Linked DNA regions of Zea mays: region 1 is linked to region 2. The links are chromatin contacts, called in public Hi-C maps. All regions are on one chromosome and are shown on one strand. The core of a region is the stretch at or near the end of the contact, and the rest is flanking DNA. Distances in the headings are between cores, read along the strand shown.

Evidence for each region. A called contact is a pair of places that touch in the nucleus more often than the background predicts.
Region 1: a contact with region 2 is called in a Hi-C map of endosperm, with 1.6 times the contacts expected there. The contact joins the promoter of LOC100284065 here to the promoter of LOC103633673 in region 2. A contact is called at or near these places in 2 of 25 Hi-C or Micro-C datasets (bundle sheath and endosperm).

The regions. Positions count from the first base shown.
Region 1 is chr1:35,143,442-35,149,269 of Zm-B73-REFERENCE-NAM-5.0, forward strand. It overlaps LOC100284065 (patatin-like protein 3), which reads left to right and starts at 2,512. Exons shown (of 2, transcript NM_001156963.2): 1 at 2,512-3,934; 2 at 4,008-4,514. The coding sequence starts at 2,819. The coding sequence ends at 4,274.
Region 2 is chr1:34,884,997-34,891,067 of Zm-B73-REFERENCE-NAM-5.0, forward strand. LOC103633673 (serine/threonine-protein kinase WAG1) reads left to right here and starts at 3,731. Exons shown (of 1, transcript XM_008655386.2): 1 at 3,731-5,790. The coding sequence starts at 3,815. The coding sequence ends at 5,404.

The sequences.
Region 1 (5,828 bases), core at 1,262-3,761, 260 kb after region 2:
TAAGCTCCAAGACACGGCATAATGGAACGGAACCCGTTGCAACCGTGTCGTGTCGACTAGGGAGTAGAGAGGGAGTAATGTACCTGCTGAACGGAACCCATTGCGTCCGGTCGCTTGCTGATGTCATTCCTCTTCCGGCTGAAAATCCGGACCTCCCACCGTTTGGCACTGTTCGTGGAAGGCATGGGCAGCTACGCGATTGTAGGGAAGAAAGGTATCTGTCCAACTTGACATCTAACCTAATCGGCTAATCAACACCTCCCCCTATCCAAAACAAAGAGGGCTGCTTTACTTGCAAAATATAGGAGTATATTGCGCACGTACGTGCGCGAGCAGACACGTCAGCCAGCCAGGCCGCGCCAACCAAACTAACAAAAGTGTGCTCTAAGCGTGGTGCATTCGTTGGGTGGGTGCCACGAGCATCTCTGAACGCCGCGGAAAGGAAAGTAGGAGGATAATGTACGTCCTGCCCGTCCCTGTCTACCTGTCCAAGGATATTACTAGCATCTTACTCTTACCCCCCCCCCCCCCCCCCCCCCCTGGATCAAGCAATCGTGTTCCTGTCAGTGGCGGAAGTGTTTTTTTTTGTGATGTGCTCCTAGCTAGGTCGTGCAGATTAAAACGAGCTGGACTCTGTGGAAAAGAACGCTGCAAAATCAGACCAGCAAGGCACTCTGACGACCTGAGCTCGTAGTCGTAGGAGGCCATTGGTCGCGCGGTTCCAACTCTTGCTTCTCGTCAGTGCCAACCAACTGCTGCCAAGTGTGGTAAACTGATGCTGGAGTACGAGTAGAGTTGCGCAGGGCCGTGTCGTTCGGTCTATGCATAATGACCATTTTCCCTTTGAGGGGCGGCAGTTTATGGCAGCGCTAAACAAACAGCGGGGCCCGATCGAGCTGGGGCCCTCTTCTGCACGGCCGCACCCCCGTGAGCTCTCGCTTGTTCGGTTCCCAATGTCCGCGGCACACGTGAGCCTCGCCTTGCCGCGCAGACAGGCGGTGTGGCTCATGGTCAGTTGGTCACCATGGCTGCAGCAGCACTCAAGTCCGCGTCCCAGTCTCCCACCCAAAGCCGGGTTCGGTCGTATGGACGGGCGACGGAGTGACCACAGGGGCTCATTGACCTCTTCACATCGGTCCACAGCAGGCAGGGTGGGAAAATGAATGGGCGGCGATGTTTCCCCCTTTTCCTCTCCCAGGAAACGGCGGGGCGTTCAGCGTCCATTCCGGCGGCCGGCCGGCCGTCCAGCTCTCCCCCCCCCCCCCCCCCCCCCCCCCCCCCCTGCGTTTGAGTTTGACCGATAAAGTTCGTCGTGGACCCGGCACGCCGTACGGTAACCGCGCTGGAGGTTTAGGGGTTTAGGGAGTTTGGGCCTTTGGGCCCCGTGGACCGCCCGCCCGTACATGAGCGGCTGGGGGGCGGTTTGGCTCCATCTCAGCTCATGTCCACGCTGCAAGGAGGCAGGTGGACCGAAAGTCCTGTACACCATCAAATACTCGCTGTGTTTTTACGGTTTTTGTACGCACACTCACTCGAGTCTACTGTAAAGTCTGTACTACTATACACCGTACTCATGTGGTCGACTACTACGTACTACTGCATTCCTTTCTTTTCTCAACTCTGCTGTGAAACGCCAAAGGCCAACCCCTGCCTAGCTGCTGGGAGGGCCTGGAACGTGCTGGCTGTTGCAGTGGCACCTGAAGACCTGAAGCCGCAGCTGCGCCCGTACGCGACAGGTCGACGTGTAACGTGCAGGGCCTAATCCCGAGCTCTCCTCTCAGGCAGCCTTGGAGTCTGAGGAAACGGCGCAGCACTGCCACCCAGCCTGATGTCCAGTCCGTCCGTCCATTGCAGCCAGAAATACTGCCACCCGCCCCAGATTCTCAAGTGAAAATAAAAAAGACGAGGTAGGCCTACTGCAACTGCAAGCACGACAGGCAAAAGTGCAGGCAGGCCCGTGCCGTGCTGCTCCTCGGCGTTGCGGCCATGGATGGACCGCCTCCACGCAGACGCAGAGCCGCCGTCCTCGATCGTGCTAATCCACCAGGCTCTAGAACGGCCGTGACGGAATCAACATATTGATTACTACTTGCCCACTTTGGCTTTTCCGGGCCCCACCACTTGGATTAATCGCTCCTGCCTGTTTCTATCTGTTAAATAATCCAGCACGAGCCGAGGGTGACGACCGCGGCGTGACGCCAACCAAGCTCCGTGGACCTGTTCCACGGCTGTCGTGTCGCCTCATGGATAGCGAGGCGGCAAACGTACGCCCGTGGAACGGTCCGCTCGCCCTGCACCGGGTGCGGGTGTCCAGGCCTCCCGGGGCCAGCCGCGCGCGCTCCATCGGTTACGGCGCTGCACACCACGACACGAACGACCACGGAGAAAGGAGACGACGACGAGTCGACGACCCGCTCGCTTTGCTCAGGCATTCTCTTCGCCTCCCCCGTCTTTAAGCTCCCTCCCTTTATCTATCCCTTCCTTCGCCTATCTTCGTCTCTCTCCGACTCTCCCTCGCCCGCGCACCTTTCCGCGCCGCCTCCTTCCTTTCCTCGCGTGCTCTGGCGCGCGCAAGGATCAAAAGGCGCCGGCCACTAGAGGCGAGTGAGTCGCATGTAAACGACCACCAGCTGCTGTGATCTCAAAAGGGAGCGAGAGACAAAGGAGAGGCGAGCAGGTCGTGGCGGCAGCAATCGTTGCGAATCCGCGCGGGATTCTGTCCTCTGCACCACTGCTTCCCGCTTTCCTGCCCGGCGGAAGTGGTATAATTCTCCAACGCGGTTGACTGTATTGCCTCTCGCTCTCGGTGGGTGGGGGCATGGACGAGGCAGAGGAGATGCAGGTGGAGAGGCTGCACGAGGAGGCCGATGCGGGGGGAGCCGACACGGACAAGCTCAGCTACGAGATATTCTCCATCCTCGAGAGCAAGTTCCTGTTCGGCTATACCGACCCGCACCAGCTCTGGCTGCCCAAGCCGGCGGCGGAACTGCCGGCGCAGGCGTCCGCGGCGGCGCCGGGTAAGGCGGCGCAGCGCGGGAAGGTCTGCGTGCTCTGCGTGGACGGCGGCGGGGGCGGCCTGCGGGCGCTGCTGCCAGGCCGCGCGCTGGCGCACCTGGAGGCCGCGCTGCGCCGCGCGTCGGGGGACCCCGACGCCCGCGTCGCCGACTACTTCGACCTCGCGGCGGGCACCGGCGCCGGCGGCGTGTTCGCCGCGATGCTCTTCTCCACGCACTCGCGCGGCGCGCCGCTGTTCCACGCCGACGACACGTGGCGGCTCGTCGCGGACCACGCGCCGCGCATGTTCCGCAGGCCCGCGGCCTCCTCGTCCACGTCCCTCTTCTGCCGCGGCAAGAAGCGGCCCCTGGCCGCGCCAACGGCGGCGCTGGAGGCGGCAATGAAGGCGGCGTTCGGCCAGGAGCTCACCCTGCGGGACACCATCAAGCCCGTGCTCATCTCTTGCTACGACCTCAAGACGTCCGCGCCGCTGGTGTTCTCGCGCGCCGACGCACTGGAGAACGGGAGCTACGACTTCCGCCTCTGCGAGGTCGGGCGCGCCGCGTGGTCCGAGGCCGGACGCTTCGAGCCCGCCGAGGTGGCGTCGGTGGACGGCGCCACGTCCTGCGCCGCTGTAGACGGCGGCCCCACCATGGGCAGCCCGGCGGCCGCCGCCATCACGCACGTGCTCCACAACAAGCACGAGTTCCCGTTCGTGCGCGGGGTCGAGGACCTCCTCGTGCTCTCCATCGGCGGCTGCTCTGGCGGAGGCTCTGGCGCCGCTGGCGAGGCGGAACTCCGGCGCATGCGTCGGTGGGGTCCCAAGGAGTGGGCACGCCCCATCGCCCGTATTGCGGCCGACGGCGCCGCCGACCTTGTCGACCACGCCGTGGCGCGCGCCTTCGGCCAATGCCGCGCATCCAACTACCTGCGCATCCAGGTGAGCAAATTCTTGAATTCCATTTCAGTTTCTCGTCTTATTACGCTGCTAAATAAACTTGACGCGCGATCAGGCGAAGCGGGAGAGCATGCCGCCGTGCGGTCCGGACGGGGAGTACGACCCGACCCCAGGCAACGTGCGCGCGCTGCTCGCGGCGGCGGACGAGATGCTCAAGCAGCGGAACGTGGAGTCGGTGCTGTTCGAGGGGAGGCGAGTCGGGGAGCAGACGAACGCGGAGAAGCTGGACTGGTTCGCGGCAGAGCTCGTCGCCGAGCACCGCAGCAGAGCCTCCCGGATCGCACCCACCGTTGCGTTCAAGCAGGCGCCGCAGAAGCCGTAGGCGCTGGACTGAGCTGGTGGCCGTAAGACCGTGGCGTTAAGGGCATGTAGGCCTCTCTTTCTTCTTGCTTGGGCTGGCGGCTGGAATTCCTGCTGCATATTTTTGACGCGGCAGCATGGCATATCAATATGGCATTGCTCCCGGGAAGCATTTGCCGCTGTGAAATCGTTTCAAGGGAGGATGGAATATGAAAGGAACGAACGTTGCCGATATAAAAATTCTAATCTTCAGTTCAGCTTAGGAGATATATTAGTTTTTTCTTGATGCAGTTTTTTTTTGCTGTCCTTTATGCAATCTAGTTTCGTTATTAGGTGTTTGGACTTCAGTGTCGGTAGAGCTTTTGCTTAAAGATGTCGGAGATACAATGGAAACGCCTGAAAACTTCTGCCATGCAATTACGTACGCAGATACAACTCCAATCAGTCTGCATTGTTTACTGAAGTTTTAAACTGTAGATGAACAGTGTGTGCGAATGATACCTTATCCCCCTTGTCAGAATACCCCCATCCTTGATTCTTGATGTTGGGATATGTTTTGTACTTGTAGGCTTATTTGGACCATTAACTGGAATTTCTTACTGCCTCAGCCGCAAAGATAATGTAAATATTAGGTTTGGACAAAGTCACATATTCTTAACTTTACTAGAATTACAGGAAATTGTATGGACATTTCCATCTCGATAGAAATACTACCAAAATGTATTATTATTATATCACTAATTTATCATACTCGATATTGGTCGACTTGTCCAAGGACTAGAATTACAAACTTGCTGTAATTAGCGTGAATTACAGTTAGTTATTGGGACGCGCATTTCCCGGTATTGCAATACCGTGATCCCCATGCTGTTCCGTGCAAGATTACACCGACGAGACTGGAGGAGAGGGACGTGGCCTAAACATCTTTTCAGGCTCAGGGAAAAAAAAAAGAGAGAGCAAGAAACTGTAGGCGCAAGTGCTGTCACCATCTTGGAACTGGTCGGGACGTACCTCTGTCGAACGAAGCGCCAAAAGATTCCTCCACGGCACTATAAATCAGGTAACCTTTGTTTTGACAGCATGCCATAAACACACACCGGAACAAGCGTCTCAAAACTAAGCCCTCTTTCTTTGATAGCGAGAGAGCTAGTAATAAGCCGGCCCGCCACAGTGTCGCCACTCACCACACCGCCGTCTAGTCAGTCAGTCAGTCCGCCGTGAAGCCTCTGCAATAGTTGGTATCTAGCGCGTCGCTGTCGGGGGGTGTGTGAATTGTGATCACATCGCCTCGCCCTCAGCTCGCCACCGGGATCAGGGCGGGGGGCGCTGCCCGTTTGGCTATGCCAACCGACAGACAGGGATCATTAGCGGCACCGGGGGTGCTAGCTGCTGCTGCTGCTCTTCTTCCACTTCTTCAGAGTAATCATCAGTAGCGTGAAGAACATACTTACATCTGTGGCAGTGGCACCAGGGATTTTCGGCGTCCATCATGGTTAGTTTTGTATCAACCAGACCAGGATGGGCGTTAGGCTACGAGTACGTTTCTCCTTCTCTCTCCGGTCACAGATGCTATACA
Region 2 (6,071 bases), core at 2,481-4,980:
TTCCGACCTAGACGGCGGAATTTAGCCATCTTTGATCCGCATTCGTGTTGTCGTCGTCGTCGTTGCCTCGCGGTCTATGCACCGCTGTGACTGCAGTTGCACGTGCCTCAAATGAGCTGTCACAGGCTCACAGCCCTAGATCGCCAAACTCAACACTATGAACAATTAACAGTTCAGACATACAATTCATTCTAGCGGCAAATGACGTCATTAAAACTAAACTTTGTGATGATTATAACATAACAAATTTTGTAGCTTGTTAATAGTAAGTTCTGCCATTGTGCCGTCGCATCCCCGCTACAGGTGCCGCTCTGCCCTCGCCTCTTCTTCTGACAAGAAGGTAACACGTGATCTTAACTATTTAAATTATGTGCATATAGATATTCAATTCCAGTGTTTCACCCAACATAGTTTATGTATGAGTGCTGATGGAAGTTATGCATGAATAACTCTTGCTTATGGTTACAGCATAATTACAAACAAACAGGGCCTAAAAGGTTTTTGAGCTCCTTAGAGCTTCGGAACACCACATAACAACAATGTCTATAAGAGCCCTATAAGGGCTACTAGTTGGGACTGGTAGGTTGCACCAGCTCTGGCGCAGCACAATTTCCGTCCTCGAGTTGTTTAGTCCCGACTCAAAGCTAGGAAGATGTAACTGCCAGCAGGTCTAAGTTATTAGAAGGGAAAGGACAAGCGAACGAGTTCATGCATCCACCACGCCCCTTGAAAGATGTCGTGTTTGGCTTTGGTAGACGGGGGGCATCATTTACTAGAATTGGGGCTTTTTACCTGCTTATCCCTGAAGCCTCACGTTAGGCGGGGAATAAAAGAATTATTAGATTGTTCATGAGTCTTGACACGTACGCACCGCAGTCAGAGCGAACGACGACCGACCAGGCGAGCATTGTGATGCATTGCACCATTGTATATTTTTCTATACACATGCATGCCGCCTCTAACCTAGCTATACAACTCGATGCATCTGCGTTATGATCGATGATGCACCATCGTATATATTCCGCGCGCGTACCGGAAGAAGTTGACTTCATCAGAGTCAGACTCAGAGTTAGAACGATACTAACGCAGAGAGTGTGGTGTGGTACACGTAGGCCGGCATTACCATGCACCATACATTTATGCTGCAGAGAATGAAATAGACCTCCCAAAGTAACACTGCTGCGTACGTAGTAGGGTAAAATTATAATACGATCGAGATCCTCGCGTATATGGCTTTGGAAGCTTCACCTCTTGCCTGGTTGGGACGTCAATCGATCCCACTTGAGGCCTCGAAACACGGATGGATCGGAGCTAGCTAGCAGCAGCTAGGTGTGGCCGATCATGTCGATGCGACGATGCCCCCATCTCACGGTCGCGCGCGGCCGCCGGGCCCCGGTCATCCCGTGCGAACTGCAAGCTCCGAACTATGCAACATGTCAATCATGCGTGTGCGACTGATCTCGATCTGCCATCCGAAACCCCATTCATGATCCGTTCCAAAGTGCAACCAAACCGGGCCCCCGGCCGTATATCTAGGCGATCGAGCCAGTCAGATCAAGATCACAGATCGATCGGCGTCGCCTGCCTGCCTCGTCCCATCGTCATCATGTGCACTTGTGCTCATCAGTTCAGCAGCGAATGACCGGCCGGCAGTTGATGCGTACGTGCAGATCGGCCGCGCCGCGCGCGGGAACGAGCCGGCCCGGCCGCCCGTCAGCATCTTATCTTCAAAAGAAGCTAGCGTGCTAGTAGCAGGCAGCAGCTTGCCTGACTGTACATCGTACGACTTCAGTTCTCAGCACGGCCCCGCTGGACGGATGTAGCGTGGAAGATCGGGCGGTCGTCGAGGTGAGAGGTGCGCAGTGTTGTTCTCATCCGGAAAAGTGGCCGGCCGGACAAGAGTTCCTGTGGCATGCATGTTCATGGCACACAACTGTGGTCGATTATGAGGACCGAGGGGCGGGCGACCAGAATCCCTATAGATATACCCCGCGCGCAGCAACAACAACGACGATGTTCAAAGCGCTATTTTGTACTAGATGTTGGTGCATCTTTTTTAGTCCACCATTTAAGGTGTGTTTAGCGGGTTAAAGCGGGTTAGAATGGGTTCAACCCACAACAACTCATGTTTGGTTCAAAAGGCTCACGATTAGATTGGTTCTACGTCGAAATACTTATTGAAAATATGGGTTATAGTGATTCCTAAAAAATAAGTGAACTATTTCAACCCACTCCTTCTCCACCCTCTGGTCACACATGCCTTATTCATTCGAGACCAGCACAGGAGCGTGTCGCCACTACCAACCTGCTGGGACGAGGGACCCTCGCCGGTCTACCCTCCGATGTTAATCCCCCGCCTGCCTCCCGTCGTCAGTCCCCCGCTGGCCTACCCTCCGATGCTGGCATGTTCTATAGTAGGCACAACCGCGAGACTTGCTAGTGCTGTCGTCGAAAAGGTAAAGGTCAGTGTTCGTCACCGTCTAGAAAAGTCTGCTAGTGATGGCAAATGTTATAAATTCACTTAAATGCATCTTGATGTTGTTGGGATGTTCTTTTAATTATGACTAAAATGTAACAGTGAGACCTCGTCACTAAAAATTTATGACTTAGTCAATAATGTCTTTAATTTATTTATATATTATCCTTATGGATTCCTCAAATATTAAAATAGTATCAGTTTCATTTATTTTGAATGATGTTATTTTATTGAATTGAAGATATCATCCTAAGTGTGGTAATATGACCAGGAAGGTGACCATATTCAGTTCATCCTTCATTACAAAATAAACAAGATATGGTGCAGCTCTAACCCACTTTAACTCTGTAATCAAACGAGAAACTAGGTTCAACCTATCACTGAAACCAAACAAGGAATGAGTCCGACCCAATCTAGAAAAATAAGTCGGCTCTGACCCAATCCATATCGTTCCGAAATCAAACACATACTTAAATTGTAAGGATCTGAGGACAATGAAGAGGAAATACGACTGCGTAAGCCTAGTTACGTGGACACCAGGAAAGAGGGTCACCTGAAGGTATAAATCTAAAGTTTGGATACTTCAAAGACATTAAACTCCTAAAGCTTTTAGTCCCTACAATTTCCTCCGGTTTTGTGGCCCCTAAACTAGCCCTAAGAAAAAATTATAGGCTCATACCAAATAAACTCCTAAAGCTGAAGAGCTAACGCTATATGTAAAGAAATTTATATCCATCTATAATAAAAAAAGAAGAGAGAACAAGTTTCACCAATATTCACTCTCTCGTGTATTTGTCTTCTACACGATATAGACAACCATCTACAGCATTTTTTTCACGGGAGCGAAGGGAACTGGATATGAGGCATTCAAGAGGGATCCGCAAGAGGGCCGTTTCTTGACACAGGGAACCTGGTTCGATAGGCTCATCGGCCAAAAAAAGGGAGATCGTTCCTGCGCCGACCCTGGTAGCTGCTTTCGGGCTTTGCTGTCGCTGCAAGCCTGCAAGTATCCAACTTTTAGACCAGCAAGCATAATCTGAAAATCACAGTCCAAGGAAAACATATGCCCAAAACGAGCTGTTCTCTCTCTGCAGTCTGCACCAAGACGGTGAAGTGCCGATCACCCACAGGCTTGCATGACATGGGCATCTGGCATCTCGAGACCGTTGCGGACCCGACCTCTGCAGCAGACGGCACGGCCCACGCGTCTCGCTCCCGTCCTTCTCACCGACGCCGGCCTTTATAAGCACCCCGCCCCGCTCTCACTCGACTCGGCCAGACTCGCATTCGCCCGTCCGTTCATTCCTCTCCTCCCCGCCTGTCTCACTCTGCAACTGCATGCACATGGAACTAGCGCCGCCGCCAATGGGGGACGTCGCCCACCACCACGTCCACGACCCCGCGTCCTTCTCCCCGCTCTCCTCCGACGCCGGCCTCTCCCCGCACTTCCCTCCCGCGCTCGCGGACGGCGGCGCCGGCGCGCTGGACCTGTCCTTCACCTCCACCGCCTCCGCCTCCACGTCCTCCTTCACCACCGCGACCACGTTCAGCGCGCGGAGCTCGCTGTCGCTGCCGTCCTTCTCCTCCTCCACCTCGCTCTCCCCGCGCCCGCACTCCTCCTCGGCGTCCCCGCACTGGGCGCACCTCGCCGCGGCGCGCGCCGCCACGCCCGACGGCGTCCTCCGCCTCGCGCACCTGCACCTCGTCCGCGAGCTGGGCCACGGCCACCTCGCGCGCGTCTTCCTCTGCCGCCTCAAGAGCTCCCCGCCCGCGTCCCCGCTCTTCGCGCTCAAGGTCGTCGACCTCCGCGACGACGACCCCTCCCGCGTCTCCCACGTCCTCGCCGAGTCGCGCGTCCTCTCGTGTCTCGACCACCCCTTCGTGCCCACGCTCTACGCGCGCCTCGACGCCGGCCGCTACGCCTGCTTCCTCATGGACTACTGCTCCGGAGGGGACCTGCACGCGGTGCTCCGCCGCCGGCCGGGCGGCCGCCTGCCCGTCGCCGCGGCCAGGTTCTACGCCGCGGAGGTGCTGCTCGCGATCGAGTACCTCCACGCGCTCGGCTTCGTGTACCGCGACCTCAAGCCCGAGAACGTCCTCCTCCGGGGCGACGGCCACGTCGTGCTCTCCGACTTCGACCTCGCGCTCCCGGCGTCCGTGGAGCCCGCCGTCCGCCTACGGCAGGTGCGGAAGCAGAGCCGCCGCAGGAGGATCGCCCTCCTCCTGTCGTGCTTCTCTGGCCCCAGCAATGGCGGCGGCGAAGACGAAGAGGAGATCGACGGCAAGGAGCGGTTCGAGTTCGTGGCCGAGCCGACGGCGGCGAGCTCCAAGGACTGCGTGGGCACGCACGAGTACCTCGCGCCGGAGCTCGTGAGCGGGAGCGGCCACGGCAACGGCGTCGACTGGTGGGCCTTCGGCGTCTTCCTCTACGAGCTCGTGTACGGCCGCACGCCCTTCAAGGGCCACACCAAGGAGGCCACCCTCAAGAACATCCTCTCCAAGCAGGCCACCTACCCTCAGCTGGACGGCGAGGCCGACGCCTCGCAGCTGCGGGACCTCGTGGGGCGGCTGCTGGAGCGCGACCCGCGCCGCCGCATGGGCGCCACGCGCGGCGCCGCCGAGATCAAGCGGCACCCGTTCTTCTCCGGCGTGGACTGGGCGCTCATCCGGTGCGTGGCGCCACCGGTGGTGCCGGACAGGGACGCCGCGGCCCCCGTGGGCGGCGGTGACAGGAAGGCGGCCAAGCTCGGGAGCTGGAGCAGCATGAGCAGCAACCGCGGCAGCAAGAAGCGGAAGAGCAGCAGCTTTGGGAGGAGATCCACATCCACCTGCGAAGAAAGGCAGGGGGTCTTCCGCAAGCTCATGAGCTGGAATCAGGAGAGCCGGTCCAGCAACAAGATCAAGACGACGACGAGCAAAGTAAAATGAACGAAACGAAGTGTTCTTAGCTTCTTGGTGTGATTATTCGGGGTTGTTTGATGGAGGGTTTTCGTTCGTTTAGTGTCCGGCCTTAGCTTACTTATTACTTTTTTTTTGTTAGTACTCTACTAGCAGAGTACATGCATAGAGTGGGTCAGTGGTGTGGCTGTGGCGTGGATCAGATTATTGATTTGGTCGAGCTGTACAAATAGCGAGGCGATGCATGTCACTGAGCTGATCAGTTGACAAGGTGGTTTGGACCATGTTCAGGCATGGAGAAACTTCATCCCTTGTTTAGTACTAGTATAAAAGAAAAAGTTTAGCTTCTTTTATGTTACGTATGCGTGCCGATATTATACTATATATGTGGGAACTGGAAACCAAAGTTGTCATAATTTGACTGATTGAGTCGTAAATATTTTCAACAGATCGCTGTCATGCTAAGAAACAAACTCGATCGGACAGAAGCGTGGTTCAGTAATTTCAGGATTCGGAGCTATAGCGGATTGCTACTCTCTCAGAGTCTCAGTCCACATAAAAAGGACAATCTAATGTGGGCAGAGGGATTAGCTTATTTATGAACCAGATCCAGGCAGGCCTGCAAATGGGGTGTGTATAAATGGGTATTTTAGGTGGGTTTAAGAAATGGTTTTGTTTTGGTGGGTTGTGATGGGTT